2 separate regions of the Mus musculus genome follow, and region 2 is linked to region 1. The links are chromatin contacts, called in public Hi-C maps. All regions are on one chromosome and are shown on one strand. The core of a region is the stretch at or near the end of the contact, and the rest is flanking DNA. Distances in the headings are between cores, read along the strand shown.

The links. Hi-C and Micro-C count contacts between places; a contact is called where the count stands out from the background.
Region 2: a Hi-C map of the CH12 cell line shows a contact between it and region 1, with 1.9 times the contacts expected there. The contact joins two enhancer-like sites. A contact is called at or near these places in 2 of 39 promoter capture datasets (embryonic stem cells and liver), 1 of 15 datasets of contacts at CTCF or cohesin (pro-B cells), 8 of 484 Hi-C or Micro-C datasets (the CH12 cell line and embryonic stem cells) and 1 of 115 datasets of contacts at active chromatin or transcription factors (CD8 T cells).

The regions. Positions count from the first base shown.
Region 1 is chr15:62,429,947-62,432,646 of GRCm38.p6, forward strand. No RefSeq gene overlaps it. Among named protein-coding and RNA genes, the nearest start is that of Gm41333, 240 kb to the right of the region's middle. Within about 2 kb of position 1,380, at least 11 of the 459 cell types and tissues checked have an H3K27ac peak or open chromatin away from gene starts, as enhancers often do. A contact at or near this core is called in the CH12 cell line, where this site is marked.
Region 2 is chr15:62,806,346-62,809,045 of GRCm38.p6, forward strand. No RefSeq gene overlaps it. Among named protein-coding and RNA genes, the nearest start is that of Gm22521, 14 kb to the left of the region's middle. Within about 2 kb of position 1,281, at least 20 of the 459 cell types and tissues checked have an H3K27ac peak or open chromatin away from gene starts, as enhancers often do. A contact at or near this core is called in the CH12 cell line, where this site is marked.

The DNA.
Region 1 (2,700 bases), core at 130-2,629:
AGAGAGGGAGAGAGAGAGAGAGAGAGAGAAAATTTTTTACTTTATTTATGTTTCTTTTTTTTTTCCTATGAGTTCTGCATTGTCCTTTGGAGATACTACTTATTTTCTAAGGGACCAGCTACCTCTGAAGTATCATATGAGGTATATACACTCTATGCATTTTATGGTTTCATAAATATGAATGAAATTATGCCAGTTAAAAGTGACAAAGAAAATGGACTGAACTGGAGAACACCATGGTAAGAATAGTAGGCTGGTCTCATTGACAAATATCACATATTTTCTTTCATGTGTGGTAATTAGCTGGGCTTGAAAAAGAGGCAAAGGACATTAAAGTAAGAGAGAGATCTTTAGGGGTGTGAAGAAAGCAAAGAGGAAGGAGCAAGGGTAGTAAGAAATAGCCTCAGAAGGGTGAATATAATCAAAATATATCATATGCATGCGTAGAAATGCAACCCAATACTTTATACCATTCATAGAGATAGAGTTAACATGAAAGAGGAGGATATAACAGAAAGAGGGTACTCTGTGGCATCAGAATCTGGCCTGTCTTAACTAATGGAACATCGTTCACTAGGAAGATCCTGTCCTTTATCTTATAGACATAGTTCTTGACCTTTTATGGACAGAGTTGATTTAATTCAAATGAAATTCCTCCAGGTGATAGGCTCTATATTGAGACCTGAATAATTTCTCTGTGCTACATGACCAACATTCCACCGCCCTCTCCCTTCTCTCCTGCTTACTCAGTGATTCCTCAGACCTAAGCAGTGATTGCAGAAATCTGTATGGACTCTCATTTCCGCTTCCCATCTCCACTCTCTGTGCTGTATGGCACCATGTACAATGTAGACGTCTACTCACTGTTCTATAAACTTTTGTCATTTATGGAACACCCATGTCCTTTTTCACAGTAACAGTTCACTGTCTGTTTTATTATTTACTGAAATGAAATGATTTTTCCTTTTTAATAAGTATATTTGATTAGAAAAGTTGTGTATGTATAAATCATGACACATTTGGAATAGGAAGTTAAGAAGATTTCATGTTATACGTATATAGAGTAAAACTCTCGAAAGCAAATATAAAACTCTTACAACTAAAAATAGGTAATCACAGAGCATCTAAAATCAGGTGTGTCCCCCTTGAGTTGAGTATGCTGCCCTTTGGGAGCAACATCTAAACTCTTCATCACCCTCACCTACATCTCTTAAAACAGTGCTTGAAATCTCCACTTATTCTAAAATTCTGGGATGTACATGTGTGGAGAGCAATGGCTTCCATTTTGGGGGGCCTGCTGTGCACAAAGTCCCTGGGCTCTGCCTGTGTATGCACAAGGTCCCCAGGCTGTCTTCTGATGAGCAGAGATTCTCACTCACTTTGCATATGAGGAAGCAGCCTTGTGAAAGCAGACCAGGTGGCCCCCAAGCCACACCCTAGTCTGCAGCAGGCTTGAATGGCTTGTGGTACTCCTTGTATTTTACACAGGGGGTCCTGATGCACACCTGGGCTGGTTGTTGATTTTTTTTTTTTAGAGGAATTTTGCAGCCTGCTTGTTAAATCCTGACAGTATTAAAATTAAACTGTAGAAAACGGAAAGTAAATTACATTGAAGACAGAGGTAGTGAAGGTTGAAAATTTTTCCTTGTCATTTTTCTTTTCTTTAAGCCATAATGTTGAGGTCATTTCTATGCACTGCATATGTGTGATGGAAAAACAGTATTTGTACTGTTTGAACATTATGGTGTTCAGTGATATCACCTTGACAATTTGAAGTTGGTCATGATGAGACTTTTTATATTATAGAATATATATATATATAAATATATATATACTCTTTTACCCCTGATCTTCTCGAGGTCCTTGTTAAAATCAATCGTACAACAGGACCTCCAGGTGTCTTCACTGTCCCTCGTTTGGCTAGGGAGAGTGATCTTTCCCTCATATGATAAAAATTCACTGCAGGAAGTATGCTTGAGAATTCACTACGGCAGGCTGTCAGCTCCAGAATTAGATGTGGAACTAAGGGGAGATGAAAGTGCAAATGGTTTCTTAAAATGTCATGGCTTTGAATGATTTAGCGGAAATGTTGGGCCCATGTCAGAACCTTTTTTTTTTTTTTTAATGAGTAAGAAGAAAATTACAAGAACAAGCAGATTCAAGAGTGAAACCCATCTATGTCAGTATGTTGGCCCAAATGAATCACACATGTCAACAGACTACCCTTCTACTCACAAGTAAATGTTTTTGATGTAAAACACATTTCAGGCATTTCTCAGATGTTTTCCTCACTATGATGGGAGGCAACCCATTCAAAATGTTCTCATCTTACTATAACGTGCTGCTCATTCTTGCTATTAATATATAGAATTCTGGGATATTGATGAGTCAGTTAACTATTAATCTGCATTATTTCATTTAACAAGAATGGAGTAGAGGCTAAGGATGTAGCTCAGTTGGTAGAATGCTTGCCAGGCATGCATGAAGCCCTGGGTTCAGTCTCCAGCCCTACATGCATTAGTCATGATAGTGACTAGTAGAAGCAGAAAGAACTGCAGTGCAAGGTTACCTTTAAGAATGTAATGTAGTTATAGGCCAATGTGGGGTACATGAGACCCAGCTCAAAGCATAACAACAAACGACAAAAACTTGAAAACTATCATCAAGAGAATATAGTAATGGTTGTTTCCATTTCCATGT
Region 2 (2,700 bases), core at 31-2,530, 380 kb after region 1:
AAAATGCTGTCTTTAGGACATGATGTGGACATTGTACTCATGAACTCACTGCAAATGATCAAGCCAACACAATGGGTCTACATTCTAACAGCCAGAACCCACTGAGATCAGGGGGTTAAGGAGACAGTGTGAAGTGGGGAGAAGAGAGTACTGGGAATGGATACCTTGGGGAGTTGGGAAGGAATAGTTGGGCATATCTGGGGTAAGTAGGAGAGAACAGTTAAGATGCATATGCCCAAGGTGCATCATTTCCATGCGTCAATCTGTCACAAGACAAATGAATGATATTCAATTTTAAAAAGAAACTTTCAACCAAAGAGTACCCATGGAGGGACCCATGGCTCCAGCTGCATACATAGCAAATAATGGCCTTGTTGGGCATCAATGGGAAAGGAGAGGCCCTTGGTCCTGTGAAGGCTCGATGCCCCAGTATAGGGGAATGCTAGGGAGTGGGTGGATAGGTGGGGGAACACCCTCATAGAAGCAGGAGGGAAGGGCTTGTAAAGGGAAAACTGGGAAGGGAGTTAACATTTGAAATGTAAATAAATAAAATAACCAATAAAAAATAAAGAAAAATAAAGAAACCTTTGTCAAGGCATGCACAACATGTCTCCATCATTAAACTTACCTTCCTTTGCCAAAAAGATTCATGAGATAGTGATCAGCACAGAGAGAAACACAAAGATGAGTAAGATGAATGTGTGCATGCACACACACACACACAGAGAGAGAGAGAGAGAGAGAGAGAGAGAGAGAGAGAGACAGACAGACAGACAGATAGACAGATGGACAGTCAGATAGACAGACAGACATAGTATTATATAATGTGCTGCATGATGCCCGGTACAAAGATTTTATCTATTTCCCAAGTGCACATGCACACTCACATGATCTCAATATGTAACATGTTTCTGTTCCTAGACCTAATATGTACCATCCACTAGCCTCAAAGCAAACACTTTTTAATTTCTCGTTTGGGAAAAATAAAACTAATCTAGGAGACAAAAGACAATACAGCAACATGGAGGACTCATCTATTTACAATTAGATATAGACTATGCTTTTTATTTTAGAATTAATATGCATCTCACTAATGCCCAAAATGAACTCACATTCTAAAGCTGGGTTAGGAGAAAGAGAAAGGGGAAGACCCCTGAGATCTGTGAATGACAAGGAAGAGGTGTGTTTGCACTTTTCACCAAGAAAGGCTTGAGAGAAGAATGCAAGCAATCCTTCTTGTGGAAACAGGGTAGTTCTCTGTGGTAAATCACCTGCCTGGGGCTTCCCCAGATCAAGAACACCGAGAAAGAGTTGCAAGCCCTTGACTAGAAAGACCATATTAGGGCTGAGGACCTAAAGTCCATCTGAATCTTATTGCTCTTATTGCTATTACATGCTCCTTTGAGGAGAGATTGTAAACATAATAACAATCATATTATCCCACTACCTCTTGAACAGATTATCTTTGCTGGTTGAATGTGTGTGTGTGTGTGTGTGTGTGTGTGTGTGTGTGTGTGTGTGTTTGCATGCACATTTTAGGAGAGTTTATTTACATTGGTGACTCTATTCCAGTGTATTTGACTCTTCTGTGATAAAAGAGGAACAGAAAAATGAGACTGAGAAAAGATAAGGTAAGAGTTGTCAGATCATCATTCCGGTAATTCTTTCTTCTAGACACCAGGCAAGGCAATGCACTTGGACCTAAAAACACACAGATCAGCAAAGCCTATTCTAGAGGCATCTATGGTCTAGATAGAGTAACCTAGGGCTTAGAGAGTATTATGAAAATGGTATCTATATTCTTAGGAATAAGGAAGGCACAGTGCTTAACACTGCATAGTTGCCCTATAGCAAGCAGAAACTAATCAGTATATTGCCAAAAGCCACAGGTGGCAATCCCTAGTTAGGGGATTCCCTAACTAGTTTGCTTTAGGCCATTACCTGGGTCCAGCTGGCCCAGCTGGCCCAGGTGTTGAGGTAGGGATGCACAGACATTCCTGTTAGTACTTCCTTCATGCAAATTCACATCCTCTCTTGATTAAAAAAAATCTCTATCAAATAAGTCTCTTGATAAAATTTTTTAAAGCAAATTCCTTTAAGGAAATGGATCAAGATATACTTCTAAACATATAAAAAGTGACGAAGTGACAATTTAGTAAGATATTAAAATCTTCAAACCCATGAACTTCCTGTTTTACTCTTCAAAAATGATTAAAGAAGACCGTGGTGTTGGAGACGATAATGATAGCCACCACAGTGTAGATAAAGTCAGTAAGAATAACAGGCATTGGAGGCATTCTCAGAGCTTCCTATGTCTAAGAATTTTGTATGCATTTCTGTGAGACCGTTATCCTGTTTCAGTTTTGCAGATAAAGAAATAGGACACTTGTTTGCCTCAGATCACACACATTTTCAAAAGGAGGACATGTGTTCAAATCTAAGTGTGCTTGACTGCAGAGTCTAAGTCCCTATCTGTTGTCTGCCCTGTGTGTGAAAGGAGATGCTGAGCTCTACTCCAAAGATCTCCACTACCTCATGGAGAAGTGAGGAAAGACAAGAAGGAAAATGAGGGGAAATGTCCTCTCAGAAGGGCAAAGAGGTAAAAGATTACATACTCTGTTAATGACTTCTATTAGGCGTTGCAAATCATTCCCCTACCCCACCCCAGACTCCAATAGTTTGTCCGTGTTCATGGCTTAG